2 separate regions of the Mus musculus genome follow, and region 2 is linked to region 1. A link is a contact called in public promoter capture Hi-C data. All regions are on one chromosome and are shown on one strand. Each heading gives the region's core, a stretch centred on a gene start, on an enhancer-like site or on the middle of the called end of the contact. The rest is flanking DNA. Distances are from core to core; before and after follow the strand shown.

Region 1 (6,072 bases), core at 1,641-4,140:
ACCTTTAGTCACACATTTAGGATTCCAGAAGATTAGTCTAACCTCACCATAACCCAAAGGGAAATTAAACACCTGCCCTTTCAACACTCTACTGGCTTTGTAATAAGCTTATTTAAAAATGTAGTAAATTCCAGTAAGACAGCTCAGCAGATAAAGGTCCTTGCCTCCAAGCCTGAAACTCTATGCTCAACCCCTGGGATCAATATGATAGAAGAGAACAAACACCACATGCACACTAAGGCAGCATGCATGTGTGTGTGTGTGCACCCATATGCGCACACACACACGGATGAATAAACATTAAGAAAAATTGTAAAGAAAAAAATTTAAATATATTGTATTTTAAGGTTATAATTTCAGTAAATCCAATAGAGGTCTGGAGGTTGAGAAAAAGAAGTTTGGGATACAAACTTGAAAGTGGTGACATCAACTAAGAGGCTTCAGTTGGCTCTCTGGCTCCTGCCTTGGGAAGCACCTGACACTACCCCTGAGCTGCCTGCTGAGTGAACAGCAGGAGCTGGTGGCCAGCCATCCTGAAGAGTGACTTCTGAGGCTGTGGAGAAGTGGTTGGGGCATTGTTACAAGGGCGTAGATCTTAGAGAGGGTCCACCATGCCAAAGCTGGGACTTTCTTCTAACAGGGCTTTGGAATTAAAACTTAATAATAGAAGGTTAGTACATGGAAGAGAAGAAAAACTATTGACGAAGTCCGTGAAAAGAAAGCAGACAGCAGAGCTCAACGGAGTTCAAGAGGAGAGAGAGCATTACTAGTTTAGTGTGGCATTGTGACCCTGTGATCCCAGCACTTGGGAGGTGGGAGTCAGGACAACTGCAACTCAGGCTGTTTCTGTTTGTTTGTTTGTTTCTTCTTCCTCTCCTTCTAACTCAGTCAGGCTGTGAACTTTAAGAATCTCCATCCTCAACCTCTCGGGTGACGGAACTACAGGCGTACTCCACAGTGCACAGCTTAGCATTTCTTACTGACCCCCTTCTATATGTTTAGTATGTCCCAAGTCCACTTTACAATTAAATCCTCCAGCTTGCATATCCCAGCCCCATGAATGTGATTCTTGAGCTCAACATTCCCATTTCAAAGATAAAGCAGCATGAGGCTCGGAGAGGCTAAGCAGCTTGTCCACAGACCCAGAGCTAGTTAAGTGTCAAATCCAAGATTGAACCTCCACACGTGTGCTGTGGCACATGGGTAGACAGACAGATACATACACACACACACACACACACACACACACAGAGAGGGAGAGAGAGAGAGAGAGTAATAATAAATTAAATTAAGAACTCCATCACCAGAATAACTATTAAATCCAATAAAGCTAAAGGGAGGGGTAACAGAGACCAGAGACACAGCTCAGTGTGTTAAGAGCGCCTGCTGCTCTTGCAGAGGACCTGGATTGGGTTCTTACTGCCCTCATGATGACTGTACCACCTTGTAACTCCAGTTCCAGGGGACCCAGCACTCTCTCTGACCTCTGTAAATAGCTGTGATACTGAAGTGTTTGGACCCACCAGGATATAAAGTCGGTACTTCCAGCACCAACAGAGCCTGCAAATGCAGGGCTTGTGTGTGTGTTGGGAGTACAGGGGAGGGGTGCCCTGCCCAGATAAAGTCAAGAGAAACACAAGAAAGAGGATTCTGGCAGAAGAGACAGGCAGACAAATTAGATCTGACTTGTCAAGAAATACCATCAACCGACTTCTCCACTTACATACAGTTTCTTACCCCAAAAGACAGGAAAGGAGAAACTGTATGATAAATAAGACATTCTTCCAGTGTCTGAATTCAGTGGCCTGTGATGACAAAGAAAAGATCCATCGTGCGGTTAGTGACAGTTCAGCTTAAATCCAGTTAGCACAACCTTACCACCTTTTGTGCCATTGATGCATTGACAATAATTACACAGTTCTATCAAAGAGACAATGCATTAAATATCAATAACTAGTTAAACAGGGGCTTATTGTACTACTTTCCAAACCTTTACGTTTGAAAGTTTCCATCATAAAAAGGTTTTGCTGTTACTTATTGAGTAGCCTTCTGATTCCCTATGTGCAGCGTGTCATGAGTACATCTGTGATGGCTTGTACATGCTTGGCCTAGGAAGTGGCACTATTTGGAGGTGTGGCCTTGTTGGAGTAGGTGTGTCACCATAAGTGTATAAGAACCTTATCCTAGCTGCCTGGAAGCCAGTCTTCTGCTGGCAGCCTTCTGATGAAGATGTAGAACTTTCAGCTCCTCCTGCACCATTTCTGCCTGGATGCTGCCATGTTCCTGCCTGGATGATAATGGACCGAACCTCTGAACCTGTAAGCCAGCCCCAATTAAATGTTGTCCTTATAAGAGTTGCCTTGGTCACTAACTAAGGCAACATCCTTATACACACACACACACACACACACACACACACACACACACACACACACACACACACACACATAATTAAATAACCAAATTGTAATAAGTTAAAAACCAAGAGCTAGAAGTATTTATATAAACAATCAATAAAAATTATTTACTCTGGACAACATAAACCCAGAGAGGGTTATTTAGTAATATTTCTTAAAATACATATGTTCTTCACCAGTGCACACTTTAATAAACACTAGTTTTCTATCTTTAAGAATGAATCTATACTGGTAACATTTGAAGAAACAGAATATACAAAGCATGCTAGATTATGAATCTTTTGCACTTTGGGGGGGTCAATCAGAAAAAAAATCAATATTTTAAAATCCCTCTCCCTCAGTTGCAACACACTACATGTATTTTGGCCTCCTAGAGGGAAGGTCAAATGAGCATCTCCCAAGGACCTGGGGTTTGTTAACAGAAGGGCTGCTATCTCTGACTTCATTTCCCACAGTTAATAATCCACCGACTGTAAGTCCAAAGTCCAGGACTCACTTCCCAGAGTAGTGAGTCACCAAAAACTTTGGCCTTTCCATCTCTCCCTGTTGACTCATTCATTCTTCCTCCAATGACAGAGAGAGAATATTTCACTCCGTGTTATCCGTCAGCTTCCAGTGTATTTAGTTCAGTGTACATGAACTCCCCTCTTTATCATATTTAGTTCATAATCTAAAATGGACTCAGTCATGCAACCAGCTAAAAGATCTTGGAGTAATTCAGTGAACATTTCAGATAGTTGCCGAGTGAAAACAGATCACATTTACCTGCTAGGGACTCTCCCTCATTTTCATTACTAATTACAGTGTATATCTACATCTCTGGTCATCTCTTGCCATCTAATACTTTAGTAAAGGTATACTCATATTTTATCTTTAGGTTTTCTATTACATTTGTGCGTGCGTGTGGTGTAGGTATGTGGTTTAGACACAGCACACACACGGTACTCACAGACAGTCTGCCAGAATCAGCTCTCTCGATATGTAATATGGCTCCTGGCGATGGAACTCAGGTTATCAGGCTTGGCAGCAAGTGCCATCTCTCCAGCCCAAATGAATTGTATTCTAAACATTATAGCTTTTGTATTTTATCATTTTAGAGGAATAAAAAAAGTCCTTTGATCCCCCCACTCCCCTTTGTGGCACTGAGGATCAAACCCACAGTCCTGTGCATGCCAGCCAGTGTTCTACCACTGAGCTACATCCCCAGCCCTGGATATTGCTCTTAGATCTTTCAGTGTATTATTCTAGTTATATATATATATTTCTAAATAATAATTCTACAAAGCTCTCCAGTCCATCTGCAATTTCAGTGCCTGGTAATCGCTCAATTCAGAGAGCTTCTGCCTAAATCTCTAGAGTCTAAACTGAAGAGGCCAGAGAGGGCAAGCAGTGGGTGAACTAGCACCACATCAGGAGGCAAAGTTCTCCTAGAATATGAGAATTTAATAAATTACTTCTCCACTAACAAAGAGTCTAACTCTCAATTTACCCACAAAGTAAAAAAATACAACAAAGTCAATGACACACTGAACACACTCACCCTAGCACACCTAGCTCGGCCTCACCTACCTTAACCATGTTTATAACACGGGCCATATTTACCTGCTGAAAGTCTCCAGTAGAGACGCTAATAATGACAGTTGGGATGAGCATGAAGCAGGCATTATAGAAAAGCACTCCATATTTCCCCAGCTCCTGTGAAAATAAGAAGATTGCATTCAACTCTAGAGCTCTAAGGTATCGTGTCTTCTGGGCTGATTTGTCTATTTATGCACAATTAGAATGTTTAAAAGGCTGGCAATGTACTGTAAGACTTTTGGCCCATGTCTGTTGTAAAATGGACCATTGCACTGTGTTGTAACTTTGGAATAAATATTTGTTCAACACCAACAAGCACATGTACAATGGATGAAAACAGAAGGCTTGAGGCCCTACCCATCTCTAACACTCCACTATTAAGCACGTTATTCAAAGTAGCAAATCTGAAATGAGATAATGGAAATTTAAAATGTTAACTAATTCTTTTAAAACATCTGCTCCATCCGTTAAAGAATAGGAACCTATCATGTTTGCTTTTACTAAAGTGACCACCCACTTCTCCTTTAAAAAAGGGGGGGGTGACATATTGTATTTTCAGGAAGGCAATGGACCTGTTTTTGTAAAACTGTCACCATTCAAAGAAACAAATGGGCATACAGATTTTAAAAATAGCTCACAGAAAAGCACCCATCAGTCAATGAGAGCTCCCTCACAAAGCACAAAGAGCCCAGAACAAAAACCCATATGCTGGCTCACCCCAGACAGCTTCCGGTCACAGCTGGGGCTGGGTGAGGTCTGGGGCAGCACGACAGGCAGCCCCGACAGCTTGCGATCTGAAGAGGTGGTTCGTACTGGAGGACATGACAAATGACCGCCAGACACCTCACTTCATGAGGAAACACATTTGGAGAAATGAAAGTCTAAAGGCGTAATGGCCTGTGAGTTTCCGAAGCTCACAGCTGGAAATCTACAGGCACTGTCCCACCTCCTTCTGAATCTGTCACGGTCATTAATGATGCTGCTTTAAAACAATGGATTTGCTTTTCAAAATGTATATAAATATACATATGTACATACACATATATTCACAAATACATATGCACATATATATTCATGTACATTTTGAAAAGCAAACACACACACACATATATATACATACTGATTGAACATCTAAAATAGTGACATTTTTTCTTGCAATAGCAAGAATAACAAGGTCTCATGCAAATAAGATAATTAAGAAGAAATCAGTAGTTTCTAGATCACAGGACGTGCATCGAGTTACACGCCAACTGAACACGCTCACTGTCCTTTTTCATGTCATTCCAGGAGCCAGATGGCACGGGGGTAAAGCTGCAGGAGGGAAGGTCCGGTACCTTCGGGTCCATTTTCTGTTTGGTATAAACTCCATTTGCCGCGGTGAAGATATCATTCAAGAATACAAAAATGTAGCCTTCCAAGTTGAATGTGAGGTCAGAGCTGGCAGGGAGAACAGGAAGAGGAGAGTTATAAAGACATTCTCAAGCTGACCTCGGAACTTGCTTGTGGTCTGGTCAGATCTGTGTGCAGTGCTAGTATCATCTTTTCTTAGGCAAATTATTCTCCCACTAGCAGTAACTCCTCCAGTTCCTCCCAGATAAGAACAAGACAGCTGATCAGGCGATCTCCGTTTAATTACACTTAGCTTAAGACCTGGGGACCTGAACTGCCTAGCTTTAACTGCAAACCCTTTGTTTGCTAACTGATAGGTTGGCACTATCATTAGTGAGCCCTGGCTGTCCTGAGGGCACCGTTTGACCACCCACCAGGCGCCCTGTTTATTATAAGCAGGGCCACCCCCAGGGGACAGCCTGGGAGTGACACCTCCATCTGGTGCCCAGACAGTTCCCTGTCTGTCAAAGGGTGAAGCATGCCCTATGTGCCTATACAAGCCTTCCAAGCTTCCTTCCTTCCAGGACTCTGAGCACCTCAGCAATTTCCCTCCTAAATTAGTAGCACTAACATAAAAATGTCGAAGGGACATGACATTTGGATGAGGCAGACAACTATGTCCCGAGATGTGATTCGCCCACCCACACTTCCTGCTTACCCCATAATCTAAGTTGTCAGAAGACAAACC
Region 2 (6,072 bases), core at 1,986-4,485, 140 kb after region 1:
TTTTCTGCTGAACAGTTTACAATGACTAGGTACTTTGTAAAAATCTGAGACATGGTTGAAGAGTGAGATTCCAGCTCAGAGAGGGCAATGTTTTCCCCAACCATTCACCAGCACTCTCTTTGAAAGGGAGGCAGGAGAAACTCTGGCCAAAGCAGGGAAGCGTTTCCCTTGTCTGCTTCAGTTCCCATGAGGTCAGACAAGGGACTTAGTTAAGTAGCTGCCTTTCGCTGTGAGTTACTGTTTTGTTTGAGCTTCTTCAACCCAAACCGGAACCAAAGAACCCAAATATAACCCATTCCATTAAAATTAGAAAACACAAGTGACATGTGTTGGTGTATCCATGAGGGGATGCAGACACTTCTAGGCCAGCCGGGGTTGCATATAAGTGTGTCTCAAAGCCCAGAAAAAACTCTAGGAAACAAATAGATGGCAGTATAAGTTTAGGAAAAAGAATATTTTTAACATGTGTTTCTGCTTGCATGCACGTATGAATGTACTATGTGCTTGCAGAGGCACACAGGCCAGAAGGTAGTGTCATGTCCTCTAGAACTCTAGTGACAGATAGTCATGATGTACAGTGTGGGTCTCTGAAAGAGTATCCAGCACTCTTGATTACAGAGCCATTTTTTGCAGACTCAGAAAAATAAAAGTACACAATCTAAATAAATACTCCCACAATGAGAAACACCACTTAGAAAATCTCACAATGTCGGTCAGGCTGTACAGTCTTAAACAGCCGCTGTGCACCAAGTGATCTCACGGCTATTTCTTCCAAGTACTGAGACTACCGGGGGCGCTCCGCCACACCTTCTAAACGTTCGCTACGTTTTCAAAGCATCCTAAAACATAACTCAGTAGGCAACTGGTGTCTTGGTAAACTTTTTCTGTTTTCTAAAGATAAGATCTTGCTGTGTAGCACAGGCTTGTCTTGAACTTGGGATCTCTCGCCTGAGTGCTCAGCACACCTGGTCTCAAACGGTTTTGTTTTGTAAGAGGAAGAAGCACTCTTTCCCGTTTTGAATCTGATCACTTCAGTCAAACCTTGAGTTAAAAGATTTACCTTGAGCTTCTTATTTATCTTGCAACAATATCTGTAAACCATGGCCAGATTGAGTGGTCCAAAATCCGCATAGAAGCTTTAAAAAAAATAAATAGAAACAAGTATACATGTTTTAGCTGCTCTGAATGTAAACGCTCCTAAAATTACGGCAAGAGGGCATCCACCAACCCAAATTAACACTGGCCATACAATTCTAAGGTCCTGCCCTACTAATACTAACAGAAGGAATTATTCTGGTAAACAATACCTACATAATTATTCAACAAGTGAGCTAGAGTTATGCACCTCATTAGCAGAGAGCTCAGCTACTTGCACCAGATCTTGTTACCTCCCCCTAACATAGCCCTACACACACACACACACACACACACACACACACACACCAATCGTAGAATAACTAACCTCAATTTAAAAAAAAAAATTGTTCTTGACATATTATCCACTAGCAAAACCAGTATTTTACACATTCTTATTTTACACAGCTCTATAGTATAAACTATAAGAATAACTAATCAGGGTTTAAATAGAGGTTCTTTGTATCCTCAAAGATCTTTTTTTTTTTAACCAAGAATCTGAAACAGCACCCAGCTGCAAGTGTTTTTCAGATATACAATTTTTCCAAGCCTATGTCATCTGCACACATACCTAGAGATTCCTCAGAGGAAATTTCAAAAGTTTGAGTCTTCCAAGAGGCAATACTTACTTCTCATACTCTAGCTCGTTATCTATGCTGAAATAATGTTCGTTTGTTGCACTCTTTGGTCTGCTGTAGAGAATGGCAAAACAAAGGCGATCTGCAATGGAAAACAGCAGTGTTCTTTTCTTCAAGTTCTTAAACAGGTGTCCCCAGCCAAGACCCAACTCCTTTCTGATGAATTCAAAGATGGCTTGTTTGATTTTGTTGTGTCCCCCCCACCCCACCCCATGTTTCAGATGGCAGAGGTGACAATGTGTAACTTCAAAAAGTCTCTTTGGTGAATATTAATAAATAAGCAAAGCTTTAAAGAAGAAATTGTCTTAATCTTAGTAAGGACCATGGTGGTAGGTGATTATTTCATGTAGTGGTACTGTTTCAGTTTCTGCAGCAACTAGACTAAGAAATTTCAGGAAATTCAGCATACCTCTGATAGCTAGCCTATAACCATGCATTAAGTTTACGATGACACACTGAAAATACATGTAGCAATACATGAAAATACATGTTGCTGTTTACAACTATAGAACACAAGGTGGTATGTTTATACAATTAATCTCATAGATACGTATTTTTTAAATTGGAATCACTGCTTTGGGTTTCTTATAAATTGCTGTTTAAAATCAAGGTGAATGTGAGGGGAGGCCAGACTGGGGTAGAATCTGTGTTGCATGAGTCAGATGCTGTGGAGTTCAGCAAGAAGGGAAGTGATGTTCAAAGGCTCCATCCATCTTTATTCCCACCAACCCCCAGAAAAAGGCAACATCTTAACAGCACTCAGATACCTACACCCAAAACATGGCAAAAATCAAAGTGGTAAGAAACAAGAGCCGAGACGTCCTTTTCTCAAATGGTACTTTAAACTTTCCAATCTGTATCTCCTCTCTCAGAACAGCTGCAAATATCTCCTAGTAAATGCAACAAACTTCTTGCAGCCGCATTCAAATGGGTGACAGGGCTTTGTCCTTTCTAATCACAAATGACCTTTGATCTTTGGCTGGACTGGGAATTTCACCAGCTCCCACACAGGGTGGGTGGAGAGGCTGTAGGACATAGGGGTCACAAGCACATTAAGGCACATTAAGGTTTACCCCCAAAGTCAGTGGACCCAGAAAGGAGGCCAGTTGGGCTCCTAGGGCAGCAAGTCGCTCCTCCAGCCATCCTAAGTCCTGCCCCGTGCACTCACCTCGGATCACCTCGGCCATCAGAGGGGTCCCTGCGCCCTCCCGTCTCATGACTCCAAAGCATCTGGAAAGCAGGGCAAGAGAAGGACCCGCGAGTCTGGGATGACCGCGACGGACGGACGGGAAGAAAAAAAAAGAAAGTGTGACCACACCCCCAAAGTCTAAAAAACAGTGAAGTTTAAAGGGCCGCGCCCATGCATGGGCACGGAAACGCCCTGGCGGGTGACAAGCAGCAGACTGGGAGCCAACCCCGGAAGTCCAAACTCTAGGACGTCCCTGGGGCAGCCAGGGGCCAGTCTCCTGCAAAAGGGGCCAGGCCCACGGGCAGGCGCGACCAGAGGTCAGCCGCCCTGCAGAGGGAGAAAGAGAGAAGGAAAGAGACCTGGCCCACGAGCACACGCAACTAGGTCCAAGTGTCCTGCAAAGGAAGAAAGCAGACACACAGGCACGCGCGGCCAGAGACCAGATGTCTTGAAAAGGGAGCGACTAAGCTAGCTTTGGGTACACTGGGCCAGCTCAAAACCGGCTGGCCGGTACGACCCAGGCACGCGTGATAAAGGATTTAGAGGCCAGGCCGGCGCAACCTTCCCCACAAACTCGGTCTCCCGCCCACCACCGCTGCCTGCCACCAGGGGGCACTCCCCGACCCAAGCAACGGAGAGTCACAGCTCAGATCAGACAGGCCTGCACCTGGGCTCTTGCACCAGAGTTCGGAAACTGCCAAGTGACTCTGCTGGAGTTGGACATGAATATAATCCAGTACGTGGAGGCAGAAAGAGGAAGGAAGATCAAGAGTTCAAGGTCAGTCTCCCCTAAAGAAAACTCATCAGGTAAAAGTACTTGCCCTTCAATGTTGTAAGCCTGAGGACCAGAGTTTAATGCCCAGAAACCACTCTACAAAGTTATCCTCTGACCTCCCCACACAGTGGGGGTAGGGCGCACAAATTTTTAATTAAAATAAATGTAATACTCCGGTCATTTGCTATGTTAAAGGTATGGGGATGGTCTAAAAGCAAAACAGTTGATGTGCTTCCTAGCAACCATTCACAGTTTTCAGTCTATGTTCTTAATCTCAAGGGAACAAGTTAACACACAGGATGGGATGGAGTTGACCCCACTTTTGTTGGGTGTCATATGGTGCTGAGTCTGTAGATCTTTATTACCTCCCCAAGTTTTCCCAAACTTTCTACAGAAAAGTGCTGAGAAGTGAAAAGTCGCCAATGAAAGTCCCTTGAAAGAAAATGAAAAGGGCAAGTTCTCCTAAAAATGACACATTATTTGTGATCCCCAAAGACCTGCATATTTCTTAACCTTATTCTAGAATCTCAGATGTATCAGACTGAGATCATGACCTACCTCTCTCTCTCTCTCTCTCTCTCTCTCTCTCTCTCTCTCTCTCTCTCTCTCTCTCTCTCTCTCTCTCTCTCTGTCACACACACACACCCCACAGCAGTCAGTATGGGGCACGGATTCTTTCTATACTTGTACCTGTAGCTCTGGCTGTCCTAGAACTCACTCTGTAGACCTGAGTTTGGCCTCACACTCAGAAATCCGCCTGCCTCTGCCTCCCAAGTGCTGGGATTAAAGGCGTGCGCCACCACCGCCCTGGCGATACATTCCTTAGTTTTCACAGTAATAAACAATAAGCAAGTCAAGAATATTCTAAATTCACCAAGCAAACCCAGTTTCAATTATATTATTACAAAAATTACAGAAATGCCATTTTAAAGTTTGAGGTTTTTTTTTTTCTTTTCATTATTATGTGTGTGTGGCAGTCAGAGGACCACTCTTTGAGGTCCTTTCATCTCCTGCCACCTTGTGAGTTCCAGTGACCAACCTAAAGTCATCAGGCCGTCTTGCAAGCACCCCTACCCGTGAGGATGCCTTCCATGTGTGCCTTAAAACCTGTGTGCCTGCAACTACTGACACCTAAGTCAGAAAATTGTTAAGCAGTTTTAGCATTTTTTAGAGCAGATGACCCAGCATGAAACAAAGGAGAGTAAGAAAGATTTATGCCTTTTTATAGCTTTTGAACTTTTGGTTACATATTATCTATTCAAAAGGGCAAGATTTTGAAAACTAAGCTTGCAGGGTAATGTTTATTCAAAGCTAAATTCATATTGAGATGTGAAGCACTTCATGAGGCTGCCTGAAGAGGGCCCTCTCCACACACTGAAAGGTGTGCACTCTCTAATCTTTGGAAATTGCACGATTTTGACTTTTGTTTGCTTGCTTACTTTGTTTTGGTTATTTTTTGCTTTGTTTTTTTTTTTTTTTTTTTTTTTTTTTGAGACAGTGTCTCTCTATATCCCCCTGGCTGTCCTGGAACTTAACAGGTAGGTCAGGCTAGCCTTTAACACAGATCAGCCTGGCTTTGCCTCCATGAGTGTTGGGATTAAAGGTGTGCCTCTACACCTAGCCTCAGGATTTAAAAACAAACCTTTTTTACAAACTAAAAGAAGCAGGGTAGCAGGATGTCTCAATGGCTTAAGGCATTTGCTATTAAGCCTAACAACTTGAGTTCAATTCCTGGGATCCACACTGTGGAAGGACGGAATGAATTCCTGAGTCATCCTCTGACCCCACAACACACACAGATTCACACAACCTTTTTTTTTTTTTTTTTTTTTCGAGACAGGGTTTCTCTGCATAGCTCTGGTTGTCCTGGAACTCACTTTGTAGACCAGGCTGGCCTTGAACTCAAAAATCCGCCTGCCTCTGCCTCCCAAGTGCTGGAATTAAAGGCATGTACCACCACGCCCGAGTCTTTGGGGCTTGGGGGTGTACAGAGTACTCATCTAGATTCTGTCTCTAGCAACAACAAAAAGTCCTGGGTTTTGCAAATTTCTGGTTTCTTCAGGCCTGAGAACTAAACCAGTTAACTTGCAACCAACAGTTGCAAGCACTGTCAAGTGAGAGCTCTGCCAGGGATCTATACCCAGACAGACTTGGACTTACTAAGAACATCTTGGAATTAGTTTACCACGGGAAAACATATTCCTCTGGGTAGAAAGGAAGCTTTCTTTCCCTGTCAGCCTGTGTGTGCTGAGCTCCCCTGTTCAGTATAGTATATGCAGCAGCAGCTCTTCCACTAAGATCTCCCCATACAGACCCAAGGCCAAAGATCAGCCACT

The links. Promoter capture Hi-C pulls out the DNA fragments that hold promoters and counts their contacts.
Region 2: a promoter capture Hi-C map of liver shows a contact between it and region 1, with 2.7 times the contacts expected there. The contact joins the promoter of 1810034E14Rik here to the enhancer-like site in region 1. A contact is called at or near these places in 8 of 39 promoter capture datasets (the 3T3-L1 cell line, the C10 cell line, embryonic stem cells and 4 more), 5 of 484 Hi-C or Micro-C datasets (cerebellum, liver and nephron progenitors) and 1 of 9 other capture datasets (liver).

What each region holds. Positions count from the first base shown.
Region 1 is chr13:64,102,996-64,109,067 of GRCm38.p6, forward strand. Slc35d2 (solute carrier family 35, member D2) reads right to left here. Exons shown (of 12, transcript NM_001001321.3): 7 at 5,330-5,432; 8 at 4,020-4,112; 9 at 1,738-1,805. Among named protein-coding and RNA genes, the nearest start is that of Hsd17b3, 17 kb to the left of the region's middle. Within about 2 kb of position 2,891, at least 28 of the 459 cell types and tissues checked have an H3K27ac peak or open chromatin away from gene starts, as enhancers often do. A contact at or near this core is called in liver, where this site is marked.
Region 2 is chr13:64,245,465-64,251,536 of GRCm38.p6, forward strand. 1810034E14Rik (RIKEN cDNA 1810034E14 gene) reads left to right here and starts at 3,236. Exons shown (of 3, transcript NR_045798.1): 1 at 3,236-3,739. Cdc14b (CDC14 cell division cycle 14B) reads right to left here. Exons shown (of 14, transcript NM_172587.3): 2 at 1,764-1,854; 3 at 1,061-1,136.